Linked DNA regions of Oryctolagus cuniculus: region 1 is linked to region 2. The links are chromatin contacts, called in public Hi-C maps. All regions are on one chromosome and are shown on one strand. The core of a region is the stretch at or near the end of the contact, and the rest is flanking DNA. Distances in the headings are between cores, read along the strand shown. Region 1 overlaps TRIO (trio Rho guanine nucleotide exchange factor). Region 2 holds the start of TRIO (trio Rho guanine nucleotide exchange factor).

Region 1 (7,021 bases), core at 4,346-6,845, 120 kb after region 2:
GTTGGCTCCTGAGCAATCCTCAGTCCTCCTGGGTACAGCCAGTACATTCAGAGAGAAGGAATGAGGTTGTCGGTGCAATGCAGGTTAACTGAAGTAAGCAGGTGTGTAAAAGCCAGGAGGTTTCTAATGATAAGGCATCACAGTATTCATCTTTGAACATGTTACTTATTCTGTGCTTTGTGTTCTTAATACCTACAGCAAGGGTAGGACTTAGTTTTAGTGCCAGTAATTGTTACAATGTTTCAGTGACAAGTAATACTTTTAAATGAATTTGTCTATAATTAATAACAGCTATCTGTATATCTTTTATAAATATTTGTCAGATTTTTCTTGTGTACACAGAGTTAAGGCTGCTGTTTGGCTTAATGTGTCTTTTATTTTGTTTTAGATTATAAGCTTAAATCAGGAATGGGCCTTTTTGGGGGGGGAAATCTTTACGGCTTAGGAGAGCACTGTGTGTAAATATGTCCTTTTTTGAAAGCTAAGTTATTAAAAACACAGTTCTAAGCTTTGTCATGGATTGGCTGATAGAAATTTCAGCCAAATTCTTGGATATTATTAAAGATAACATCTTTCTAGTGAATTCTGTGTTGGAATTATGTCAATGCTTATTGAAGTAGAAATAACTTTTTAATTCTTCAGTTAAATTATGTTTCTTTTGTGGTGGTTGCCTTATATGATAAATTAATAAGGTTTAAATTTTTTTTAAAAGGTCTATTTATTTATTTGAAAGGCTGAGTTAGAGAGAGAGAAAGAGAGAGATTCTTCCATGTGCTGGTGTACTCCCCAAATGTCTGCAACAGCCAGAGCTGGGCTGATCTGAAGCCAGAAGCCAGGAGCATCTTCTGGGTTACTCAAGTAGGTACAGGGGCCCAAGTACTTGGGCTATTTTCTACTGCTTTCCCAGGTGCATTAGCAGGGAGCTGGATTGAAAGTGGAGTAGCTGGGACTCAAACCATCACCCATATGGGTTGCTGGGGCCACAGGCAGCAGCTTTACCCTTTACGCCACAGGCTAGCCCCATAAGGGTTTCAAAATAATTGAAGATTTTTGAAGCAGAAATGGATCAGTATCCTAGCTGTGCTCAGTCTGTTAGGAGAAACTTTGATCTGCATATGAGATTTAATTTCTAAATACTATATTTTAATTTAGATATAGTTACTAGTCACTCAGTTTAATGGTTGCATATTAAGATACTCAACCTTGAGCTGTATTTCCCCAGGGAAAAGTAAAAGGGATGATAGGCATTTGTTGATGAGCCCATGAAGCCAGGGAGAAAGTCCCCTGTGGCTTCAGTGAATGATCCAGCACTTGCACCTCCCTCTCTGTACCCTCCCTATTTTCTCCCTGGATAGGAAGAAATACTCAGAATCAGGTCTTTGTTTTAGTGTGAGCAAGAGGTAAGACTACAGTAGGGGATGTTAATATGGAGATAAGCTGGAATAAACCAAAGTTTAAACCCAAATCTTGGTTCAGTCTGGACACTCATACACTAGTTACAAAACTTTGGCCCAGCCCTCCTTCTTTGTGTGTGTTCTAGGCTTTTCTTACTCCTGATCAGCACCAAGATTTTGTAGGTAAAGTTATACAAGGTGTCACTGTGACATGTGACACAGAGGCTTAACTTGTGTTCAGTTGATATATCAAGAAACACAGTCATATGAGTGTTCAGTAGACTGCCTCAGGTTGTACTTGTACAAGTCCCTTCTGGTGCCAAGGGACTTGAGACACCATTATGAGCAGACCTGCCCAAAGAACGAAAGGAAGATATTCAGTTTTATGTTGTGTGGACCTGAGCTACTTTGCTGGTTCTGACATGCCTGGTCTGTTTATAAAATATCATAATTAACATACTTTGATGTAACCTTCCATTCTTAGCTGAAAACACTACTGATTACAAAAGGGCAATGCTGTGAGGCATATTTAGAAACTTTTCCCTGAAGTTATTAGGATGCTGCCCTTTCCAGCAGAGAAATTTGTGTGTTTTCCCTCCTTCCTTTTCCTCTTTTCAATTACATTGTAAAACCTTAAGGTGAAACTTTTGTATATTATATATGTCACGTATATTATATATGTTACATATAATATATAATATATAATGAGAACATGTAAACATTATTCTGTGTAGTAGTTGGTTACTAGTTATACTAGACAGAGAAAGGATTTAGTCACTTCATTCGCTCGAAGGAGTTTGTGTGGTTAGTTGTCTGCTTTGGCACCTGTTGCTAACTTCCTGCTAGATGGATACTGTGAGCTCAGAGCTCCACATTGTGGATGATCATTTAAAATTTATTGTGTGGGACAGATGCCCATGTCCCATATTGAAGTACCTGGGTTCAGTACTTGACTCTGACTTCAGCTTCCTGCTAACGTAGACTCTGAGAGGCAGTGGTGAAGTCTCAAGTATTTGAGCTCTTGCCATCCATGTGGGAATGCATTGAGTTCTTGGCTCCTGGCTTAGACTGCAGTGCAGTCTGGCCCTTGTGAACATTTGGAGAGTGAACCAGCACACCTGCCCCTCCCACCCCTCTTACCTCCTGTGTCTCTGTCTGCCTATAAATACCACCCCCCCACCCCAGTTGCATTGTGTGTCTCCAGGTCTGAGCATCTGGGTGTTGAGTTCTTGCTCTGCATTGTGGCAATCTGCAGCTCACTGACTTGGAACCACACACAGGACACAAAGCAGTCCCTGCTCATGGGGACATGACAAGTATTTGGATAATTACTGTACAGTGTGGTAAGGTTTGGGATTGTGGAAATACAGAATTCCGGGTATGTGATCTAGCAGTGGGGGACTCAGGAAGGTGAGGAAGTATGTAGGAGTTGTGTTGGGGATGGGGAGGGAAGAGGGTGTTTTAGGCAAGTGGAGGAGCAGCACATGTTGAAGGGAGTGTGTGTGTGAGAGAGAGAGAGATTGAAAGAATGAGCGAGCGCTCTGGCGAGTTTGTGAGGCTGCAGAGATTGCATTCTGAAGGTTACTGTGTCAGATCAGGGAGTTTGGACTTTATTTATTTGAGGTTACTGAGAAGCCACTGACAACTTTTGCAGGAGTGAAATGATGAGATGCTTGTTTTAGAAAGATCTTTCTGGGGACAGTGGCAGAATGGATTAGAGGGAATCCTGAACACCAGTTAAGAAATGGCAGGAACAGTCCACATGAGAGAGATGCTGGCTGGGGTAGTGTGGGGTAGGAAGTTGAACCATGAAGTCCATGGAGTGCAGGTTGTGAGAGGGTGAAGGGCAGAAGTGTGGATTCTGGGTTTGGACTGGAGTGGATGGTTTGCCAGGCAGGTACTGCTCTGGTACCCACACAGTAGGGAGAAGATTTGGGGTTTAGAAATGAGGGTTAGAAACTCAGAGGAGCAGGGCCAACACTGCGTAGTGGGCTGCTGCCTGCAGTGCAGGCATTCCATATGGGTGCCGGTTCGAGTCCTGGCTGCTCCACTTCCAATCCGGCTCTCTGCTATGGCCTGGGAAAGCAGTAGGAGATGTTCCAAGTCCTTGGGCCCCTGCACCCACGTGGGAGACCTGGAAGAAGCTCCAGCCAGCTTCAGATCAGCCCAGCTCCTGCCACTGGAGTGAACCATTGGATAAAATTCTCTCCCTCTCCCCCTCTCCCCCTCTCCCCCTCTCCCCCTCTACCCCTCTCCCCCCTCCCTCTCCGCCTCTGCCTCTGCCTCTGTAACTCTGCCCTTCAAATAAATAAATAAATCTGAGAGAAAGAAACCCAGAGGTTTATTTAAAAAAAAAAAAAAAAAAAAAAAAAAACCTCAGAGGAGCATGGCTGCCCCATAGGCATGCAGGGCCCTCTTCTCAGTGCTCTTTGTTCTGGTGATGCAAGGTTTCCTGCCTGTCAGGAGGCAGGAATAACCCAGTCTCCATTACCTTCTCTGTTCTTCTGTGTTTTTCTCTCTGCTTCTGCTGAAGCTGTTTGGCTTCTCTTCTGCCCTTGGCCTGCTATGGACATCTCTCTCTTCCACACTGCACAATCCTTCACCTGTCAGAACATTGTCTATTCTTACACCCCTGGCCCTTGTTTTTGAGACCCAGTGGCTGTGCATACCACATAGCTGACCCCCCAGGATGTTGCTTTACCACACAGACTGAGTTCTACAAGGGCTCTCCATGACACTCCTGCCCCTTGCGGGGCTAATCCATGTTCTCTGAGTGCAGTTTTTAACCTTCCTCTGAAGTTGACAGCTTATCTACCCCCCTATTCCTTACATAATAACCAAAAATGATACTATGTAAAGGAAAAGTAGAATTAATAACTTTATTTTCCAGAACCTTTTACAGAATATGATTGTGCCCTGTAGTTTTATAAAAATGAATGTAGCCACGAATTTTTTTCTTTTCTGATTTCACAGAGGTTAAAGGTGTGAAAATATTTGAAATGTTTGGTATTGTGATTTAACAGGATTTTTAGGTTAGTCAACCTTTATTGATTTGCTAGATTATGACATCATTTGGCTACAATGATCAAATTATGTCAGCTGTATCACTCATTCATCTGATTAAAACTAAATTTCTAAACAGTTTCCTGAGAGACTTCTTATGCAGAACAGGTCTTTGTAGTAGGTCAGCATCACAGAACCCTGTATATGCACATAAATGCATGTGCCTGTGTGTATGTGTATGTAGACTAGGGTGGGGGTGATCAGGGTCCCAGAATACCCAGCCTTGGGGAGCTTCACCAACAGACAAATGTGTATGTGTTCTTTATTCTGGCACAAGACAAACAGGAGGTTAACTTTCCTCTGTAAATAGCTGCTGGTCCCTGGGGATGCAAAGATGATACATGATTCCTCTTTGATTTTTGGGATTATAACAAGGTAGTCTCCTTTTGTATTAGCACTACTTTGATTATTGAAGTATCCCCTTCTGTTGGTTTATTATGCTTTTTAACTAACTTGCAGTTCACAGTTAATGAAGGTTTAAATTTTAAAAACATTTATTTTAATAGATATGTATTAACTTAAAAACATTTTGGTTACAATCTTTTTGGTTATTTTAGCTTGTTCTTGGTATTCTGTTGATAAGACATTAAAAGCCAAAGCTGTTTTAAGTTGAAATTCCTTTACTGCCCTGCAAACATATGCTACCATTTCTTTCTTAAAAGTAAGACTGTTGGTTCTTAAATCATGTGAAGTAATAATTAATCCATCAGAAGGTTATTATAGCCATAAAGGTTATAAGTAAAAGTTAAAATGCTATGCCATGAAACCTATCCATATTCTTGTGTGATGGTGAACATGTGTATATTCCTCATATAAGTACTTTATTCATTTTATATGTGTGTTATAAGTGCATGTTATGGTTATATATTTATATAAAAATAATACAAGCATTGCAATATGTTTATTTTTTAAAACACATAGTAGTAAAAATGACAGTTATAGCCTTGACTCTATAACCTTGCATCACTCCTCCCTTTATCATGTTTGTAGAAGATCAAGGCTAAAGTTCTTCCTTCCCACGCATCCCTCGTCTCCATGCTTGCACAACTGAAGAGCTTCACAGTGCGAACCCGGAGCAGCCGGGTGCTGCCGCTCCCAAGCGTTGAGCAGAATCCTGCGGGCTGCATCAAAGCGCCGACCTGAGAGGGTGACGTCACCCCTCTGCGCCTGCGCATGCAGGGCGCGGGCCATGCGAGGGCGGCGCCGGCACCTTGGTTGCAGATTTATCGCCTGGCTCTTTGTGCTTTGAGTGCGTGTGTGCTCCGTTTCCCCAAATTAGCTAATGAGTACAATTTGGTAATTACCACCAAGACAGTACTGGTAGGAAGCCAGCTTACTGTCTACTGTTTTTTCTGGTTTCAAAGCACTTTCCTTTTTCATGAACACATTTTTATTACTGCTGCAACCTGTGTTTTTCTAAGTATAGGTTTTTTTCCACCCCCCCCTCTTCAGTCTCTCTTTGGAACAGTCTCTCATTAGTAAATAGTTAAATGTGGCAGCTGACAGCCCCGTGAGAGCTCGGAGTGCGTGCAAGGGGCACGGTGGTCTGTGGAGGTGAGACAGGCAGCGTGGGCAGCGCAGAGTGCTGCTCTAACACCGTTTTCACTAAGAAACCCACGTGACGAGTTTATCTGAGCATTATGTGCAATTTCAAATTACTACTGCCTGCCTGGGACAGATGTGGATTAAAACACTAACCTGTATATTGGCTTAACATTTAAACCTTTAATTTATTTTTAAAGTCGTCTGATTTTTTTTTTTTTCCACTTCTGTAAAACAGACCTTTGGGATGATATGTAGCCTGAAGCCTTTTCTCATGGTGAAAATATTTCTATGGCACTTTGTTTCCTTTTAAATAAGTGTGTATGTGTGTGTGTGATATCTTTTTTCTTTTAAATGTAATACCATGGAAATGACTAAAATGAGTGACCATTCTGATCCTTGTGACTAAATTAGAAAGGTATTTGTCACCATAGCAATGCAGCATCTCCTTGGAGAGTCTCAGGAAAAAAAATGAGTAATTGATTTGACCAGTAGGGTATTAGTAGTTGAAGTTCCAGACCATTGATTCAACCAAAAGGTTTCCACTGCTGAATAACTCCTCTTAGGGCAGAAAGGTTGGTTTTCTTTTCTTTCTTTTTTTTTTTTAATAAGTATAAATCATAACAGTTTTTACAAATCTAAAATAGAAAATGCCAAAGAATTTGGGAGTGCTTAAGTGGGGGTCAGGGGCAAAAGATTGGAGTAGTTGGTTTGTTCGTTCACTCATTCATTTCTCTACCTTGCCATTCCATATTAATTGAACACCCTGTGCATTAACCTGTCATAGGCTTCTGGAATACAGCTTGGAACAAAACAGACGTGTCCTCTGGCAAATTGGTTAATTTGGAGAGATTAAGACAGTCCACTTGATGGGCAACACAATGTTTATTGTCTTAGGAAATTGGATGTTGTAGTGCAGTGAGTTAAGCCATTACTTGAGGTGCTCCTATCTCATAACCAGGTGTCTGGTTCCAGTCCCGGCTGCTTGCTCAGCCTCCGATCCAGCTTCCTCCTGGTACCTT
Region 2 (7,077 bases), core at 3,977-6,476:
CAGGAATGTCAAAGACAGGTTCCTCCTATGGTGGCTGTTTGGGAAACCCCTCCCAGGCACTCACGCGCATAATTTTCACCTGCTTCTTCGCTTGCCTCCATCTTTGTGGTTTGGTTGGTAGTGAAGAGAAGCGCTGATGAAGAACAGTGACTGACAAATTAGGTGGGAGCAGTTTTGGCTGTATACAACCGAACACCCAACCTAGAGGATCATAACTAAATCAGATTCTTCTGATGGACCAAGCAGTCTGCAGGTGGGCTGCTCATGAAGCCTCCGTGCTGTGTGCTCTGTCCTCATCTAGGCAGTATCCCTTCACCTCCAGCATCTTGTGTGTGTTCCAGGGAGGACAGGACAAAGGCAAAAAGGCATGTGTATGCTGTCTGTCCCCTTTCCTGTAAGCCCTGCCCAACTCTTTCCACTTATATCTCATTGGCCAACACCTTGTCACAAGACCAGCTGGACTAGAAGACATGGCTTTGAAGCTGGACATGGGCTCTGGCTCAAAAGAGGGAAAGGATATTGAGTAGACAACTTGCAGATCTTGCTTCACACCACTGGGTCTGGTGAGGTTCTAGGAACATTGGAGGCACACCCACACTTGGGTTTTGATTGCAAAGGATCTCCCCCTGTTGTACAGATGACACTGAACACAAAGCATGTGAATAATATGATGCAGTACATGATCACATGCCCAAATGCCTGGTGCTATAGAATCCAGGGAAGGCAGAAAGTAATCTGAGTTATGTAGGAGCTTCACGAAAGGGGACGAAATTCGAGCTCAATTTTGAGGGTTGGGTAGGATCAACAGCAGCTGTCATGAAACCCTGTTTAGATCCCCCTACACATGCTCAGATGGCAGAAAGGAAAAAAAACCTGTGTGCAGCCTCTTTCTCTTACTGCAATCTGGGTGAGCTGCATGCACATCCCACACTCAGATACAAGTCTTCCATATCACTTTCTTGGCATAGACTCTACCAGAAGATGGGAGAACAGGCCAATATGTAGGTCTTGACCCTAGAGAGATCTTATTGCTGAAACACACAGCAACCTTTCCATGCCTACCCCATTCATCACCTCTCACATTCTTTTCAGGCCGACTCCTAACACCCAAGAACTTGGGGCCCCCAAGAATCTTCCAACATGAGTTATTAGCCTTTTGCAATGCCAGCTGCAAGGCACTGCCAATCTTTCTGTGGTTGCATGGTATTATTTGATCTGGTGTTCCCTGCCAGCAGTTTTTAGCTTTTCAAATTCTCCACCTTTCTCCACCATTTTGCCAGCAGGGACGGGGCTCTGTACAATCACCATCTGCAAGGTGTGCTTATTATGTGAGGGATGCAGTGAGAAAGAAGGAAACCTGACCTCGGTTATAGAATTTTAAGAGACACTTCTAGAATGTATGGCACAAAAAAATAACTAAGGGGAAAAAGTTGTTGAATATTGAATTAAATCTCCCAAGAACAGAAAAGTTCTGTCAAAAACAACAGATTGGAAAGAAAGCATGACAAAACTGAAGCTTTCTTTATAGAGAGGCAGTAAGTATTGCTCAATTTGGGCAAAAGGAGATGGAACACATTAAGCCTGGATGTGTCTGAGGAAATAACCTGTGCCCAGCAGACTTGAGGGATCTGAGAGCAGAGATCCTGGTCTCGCTTTCTGGGGCTGGGCAGTGGAGGGGAGTGTGAGCCTCCAGTGAGCAGCTATTTTCCTGTGTGGCTGGGAGTAGATGGGGAGTTTGGGGAGCACTCACTGGCAGCAAACCTGCAGAGTTCTCATAGTTGGGTGAGGAGGAAGCAAAAGCAGAAGGCAAAGCCTTAGCAATTCCTGTAATCCATGCAGGATAAAGGGGCACTCATCTACATTGGTGCCAGCATGAACCCATGATGAGCAAGGACCAGCTACAACTCCACTGTTCCCACTCTGTTGCCCCAAGGAGCTGGGAAACAACCCTGGGAAGAAGACAGGGGGAAAAGCATTCAACAGAGAAAACCCTCAGAGGATGGGTTTTCCCTGAACTGGGATTAAGTTTTGTTCCATGAGGGAGATAGGGGGCTGGGGATAGAAATTAACTGAGAAAGATATAAGGAAACTAAACATTGTTAGCACACCTGAGCAGGTCATCAGCTACTGTGTTGTAAACTGTTTTTCCATTTGCTGGTTCGCTCCTCAAATGGCCAGAATCCTGGAACTTCATCCTGTTTTCCCTGTGTGTGGCAGGAGTCCAAGCACTTGGACCATCCTTTGCTGTTTCCCCAGGTGCATTAGCACAGAGCTGGATCAGAAGTGCAGCAGCAGGAACTCCAACCAGTGCTCATGTAAGATGCAGGCTGTGTGACTATGCCCAGACCCTGTAACCTTTTTTTTTTTTCCTTTGAGATAAAGCACATCCATTAAAAAAAAAAAAAAAAAAAAAAAAACTTTAGAAAACATTTTAGAATGGAAGGGCATTTATAAAAAACATTGTGAAAATAGCAGAGGATTTCTATACACTCCCACACAGTCCACCCTGTTGTCAGCATCTTTTCTTAGTTGGGAATATTTCTCACTATTAAGGAAGCAGCAATTGTCACTAACAAATCCATAATACTACTCAGATTTTCTGTTTTTACCTCATGTATTTTTTGGTTCCAGGATCACATCAAGGAACCACTTTTATATATATATATATATATATATATATATATATATATATATATATACAGAAGATCAGTTTAGTATACATTAAGTAAAGATTTCAACAGTTTGCACCCACATAGAAACACAAAGTGGAAAATACTGTTTGAGTACTCGTTATAGCATTAAATCACAATGTACAGCACATTAAGGACAGAGATCCTACATGAGGAGTAAGTGCACAGTGACTCCTGTTGTTGACTTTACAAATTGACACTCATCAAGGAACCATTTTGCAATTAGTTGCCGTGTCTCTTGGGGATCCACTTGGCTTGGGTAGTTTCCCAGACTCTCCTTATTTTTGATGACCTTGACAGTTTGAGGGAGTACTGGTCAGGTAATTTGTTGAATGTCTTTCAACTGGGATTCATCTGATGTCTTTCTCATAATGGGACTGAAGTTACAGTTTGGGAGAGGTAAGATGGCTTTGCTGGTGCATCTCATCAAGTGAACACACTACTAAATGATCCACCACTGTTTCTGATGTTCCCTGTGGCCACCAGGTTGAAGCAGTGCTTGGCAGGTTTCTCCAGGGGTTACTATGTCAGGCCCCAGTTAAGCGGATGGAGGTTCCCTTCCATCTCCTTGAGAGAAAAACGTCTGTATCTATTATTCAGAATTCTGCATGGGTGTTTCATCTCTTTTCTCCATTTAATAATTTATTGATATCAGTATTGGACTTGTGGGTATTTTTATTTTATAATTTCAGTTATAATCAAATAGTGCTTTATTTATTTTCTTGCTCCATTTGTTCCAGTTTTGGACTTTGGGAGCATTGTCGATGGGTTCCTGTATGCCTTTTTTTTTTTTTTTTTTTTTTTGACAGGCAGAGTAGACAGTGAGAGAGAGAGACAGAGAGAAAGGTCTTCCTTTGCCGTTGGTTCACCCTCCAATGGCCGCCGCGGCCGGCGCACCGCGCTGATCCGATGGCAGGAGCCAGGAGCCAGGTGCTTTTCCTGGTCTCCCATGGGGTGCAGGGCCCAAGCACCTGGGCCATCCTCCACTGCACTCCCTGGCCACAGCAGAGAGCTGGCCTGGAAGAGGGGCAACCGGGACAGAATCCGGCGCCCCGACCGGGACTAGAACCCGGTGTGCCGGCGCCGCTAGGCGGAGGATTAGCCTAGTGAGCCGCGGCGCCGGCCCTCCTGTATGCCTTTGACACACTCTCATCATGGTTGTGATTGTTTTTTAAAATTATTTTTTAAAGGGCTTATTTTATTTGAAAGGCAGAGTTACAGAGAGAGGGGGAGACTGAGAGAGAAAGATCTTACATCTACTTGGTCAATCCCCAAATGGTTGCAAAGGCTGGGATAGGTCAGATAGAAACCAGGAGCCAAGAACTCCATTCTGATCTGTGGCTGGCAGGGGTCCAAGTACTTGGGCCGTCTTCTGCAGCTTTTCCTGGAGCATTAGCAGGGAGTTAGATCGGAAGCGGAATAGCCGGGACTCCAACCAGCATTCATATGGCATGAATGGTCCCTGCCGGGCCACAATGCAGGTCCTATTGTTGCTTTAAAAAAAAAAAGTGGGGGTGGGGGAGAGGCACTTCCTTATCTTCTGGCACCACAGGATGCTTTAGCTTCTGATTAAATCTTTCCGGTCCCAGTCCTAGAATCAGCCATTTCCCCAAGAAGCCCTGATTTCTTTTATTGGAGAATGGTATTTAAAACATGCGAGCGCTGGGCACGTTTGCCGCCACCCGGGCTGCTTCTACAGTGTACTGGCTGACACAGCAAGGAGACGGATGTATTTGTTCTGCCCTGCGTCGACACACACACACACCCACACCCACCCCCATAAATCTGCTCAAGTACCCACCTGCAAGTGGCTAAGCCAGACGGGAGCTGGTATAATGTCTTCACCTCTCATCCAGTAGTACCACGTGGCTGGCTCTAGCCTCCTCCCCTTGCTCCTCTGTAACCTGCCACTCAACAGTGACAGGCGTGCCGGCGACCGTCCACCAACCTCTTATTTAATTGTTCGCATCCAGGCTACACATATTTTCTTCTACATCTCCGGTTCCTCTGCGTTTGCTCTTTAACCTCTGACCCCTCCCCCCTCCGGCACTCGGCCGTCGCCAGGGCACAGGCGCCTTGCACCTGCACGTTAGAGCAAGGACTGGTCTGACCTGGGTTTTCGTTACGGTCCCCATCCTTTCCCCTCACACATGTGGCGGGGTCAGGACTGGGGAGTTGGAAGTCCGAGAGGAGTCTCGTTTGACTGCCGAGGGGACTGGACAGATCGCCCACGTCGACGACCCCTCGGCTACCTCGGCGACTATTGCGGAGCCAGTGCCCGCGCGGCGCCGGAGCTGGTCCCCTCAGCGCTGTCCGGGCCAGTCACCCGCGGGCACGCCATCGAGAAGGGAATGGCCCCGGCGCTCGCGCCCAACTGGGGCGCCATGCGAGAACGGCCAGTCAGAGCTCTCCGGCCGCTTTCCGGCCCGGAGCTGCCCGGCTGACAGCACCGCCAGGCTGCGCACTCCGCGGCTGCCCGCCGGCCCCGCCCCTCCAGCAGGCCCCGCCCACCCGCCGAACCCATGCTCGGCCCCTGACGAGGCTCGCCGGAAATTCCCGAAGCCCCTCTTTTTTTCCTTCCTCTCCTTTCCCTGCTCTCCCTTTTCCTTTCACCCGGGTTCCCTCAGCCGTGATTTACCCCCTCCCCCTCCTTCCTTCCCCATTTGAAATCAAGATGGAGGCTCGTGGCTGCCGCCGGCGTCCGTGATCCCGGAGCTCCCGCCGGCCACGGGCCCCCCGCCTCGCGACTGCGTGTCCGGCGCGGCGCGCGCTGCTGCCCGCGCTCCGGCCGGCGCCGCCGAGGCCGTGGCTCCGCGCCCCCGCCGCGCGGTCGGCTCGCGACTCCCGGGTGGAGTCCTCGTCTATGTGGGCGCGCTCCTCGGGCCGAGCCGTCGCCGCCGCCGCCCGCCGCCGCCCCGGGGCTCTGCGTCCGCGCGCCGGGCGCGGGCAGCTGGGCGCTCGGCGCCGCCAGATCCGGCGCGGAACGGGCGGCGCTCGGCGCTAGGGGCGCGGGGCCTGAGGCGGGCGCGGCCGCGGGCGCTGCCGCGGGCGCTGCCGCAGCCATGAGCGGCAGCAGCGGCGGTGCCGCCGCCCCCGCCGCGTCCTCTGGCCCCGCCGCGGCGGCCAGCGCGGCCGGCTCGGGCTGCGGGGGCGGCGCCGGCGAGGGGGCTGAGGAGGCGGCCAAGGACCTGGCCGACATCGCGGCCTTCTTCCGATCCGGTGAGTGTTACCGCGGCCGGCCGCCTGCCCTGGCGGCGCTGCCCAGCGCGGTAGGCGGCCCCGGGCGCACCCGGTGCCTGCCCGCCCTCCGGGCCCCGCGCGCTCCCGCCCGGCACTGCACCTTCGCGCCGGGACTCCAGATCCGACCCGCCCGGCGTCCTGCTCGCTGCCCACGCCGCCCCGCTCGCGGGCTCGCTTTCCTCGCTCCCTCCCCAGGTCCTGGGTTAAATCCCCCCTTTTCTGCCGGCGGCGGCGGCAGCTCCGCGAGCTGGGGCGCCGGCTCTTTGTCTCTTTTTGCGGGAGGGCCAGGGAGACGGCGGCGTGGACGGCGTGGGCGGAGGCCCCTGCCCTGGGGCCGAGCAGACCCGGTCAGGGTCACTCCGGGTCCGGGAAACCGGCGCTCCTCTGTGCGTGTGTCTGGCGAATTCAACCGGGTTCTCGTGCTCGGTCCTTGAGCCTGTCATCCCCGGCCTCAATCTACCCTTCTGTGAAATGGGGCAGCCGTGGTACCCCGTCACCTAGGGAGGGCGTCAGGGGGCTTGGTGAGCCATTGTCTCGGGGGCGGCCCGGGAGAGGCATGTGGGGCTTCGGGGGCCGAGGCTCGCGCGGCCCTGCGTGGGTGGCCCCGGGTCCGCCCAGGCGAGGAGGGGTGGCCGCGGGAGAGGCGAGCGCCGTGACCGGCTGCGGGAGGGGCGTGGGTGTGCGGCGCAGGGGGCGTGACAGGGCGTCCCCGGGATCCCGGCGGCGGCGCCGCCTCCAGCCCAGCGCAGATCCCGCGCGAGCGGGGCCCGCGGCCCCGCGCCCCCGCGCCCAGCCCCGTCTGCTCGCGCGTGCGGGCGTTTGCCGAGCGGCGGGAGGCGGCCGAGCTGTCCGCGGCCCGGAGCGCAGTCTCCGGCGGGGCGGGGAGGATGCAGAGCCGGCGCTGGAGAGCAGAGGAGGGCGCGCCAGGTCGGTACCGGGCGGTGCGGGGTGCTGACCTTGGTCCCCGTAAGCGCGGCCGGGTCGGGGATCCCGAGGAGCCGGGAGGCGCGGGGGAGGTCGGCGGCTCGCGTTTCTTTCTCCGTGGCTTCTTTCAGAACCAGAGCTTAAGATCTGGGGAGAACCTCTCGGCACCCGGGGTGGCGAGGAGCAGCCGCAGGGGAGGGCAGTGTCGGAGGCAGAAGTTGCT

Evidence for each region. Hi-C and Micro-C count contacts between places; a contact is called where the count stands out from the background.
Region 1: a contact with region 2 is called in a Hi-C map of an unstated tissue, with 2.8 times the contacts expected there. The contact joins the enhancer-like site here to the promoter of TRIO in region 2. A contact is called at or near these places in 3 of 6 Hi-C or Micro-C datasets (ear pinna, psoas muscle and an unstated tissue).

Annotation. Positions count from the first base shown.
Region 1 is chr14:43,383,591-43,390,611 of mOryCun1.1, forward strand. All of the region lies in intron 1 of TRIO (trio Rho guanine nucleotide exchange factor), which reads left to right. Among named protein-coding and RNA genes, the nearest start is that of TRIO, 120 kb to the left of the region's middle. Within about 2 kb of position 5,596, at least 2 of the 8 cell types and tissues checked have an H3K27ac peak or open chromatin away from gene starts, as enhancers often do.
Region 2 is chr14:43,262,635-43,269,711 of mOryCun1.1, forward strand. It overlaps TRIO (trio Rho guanine nucleotide exchange factor), which reads left to right and starts at 5,227. Exons shown (of 56, transcript XM_070056597.1): 1 at 5,227-5,909. The coding sequence starts at 5,753.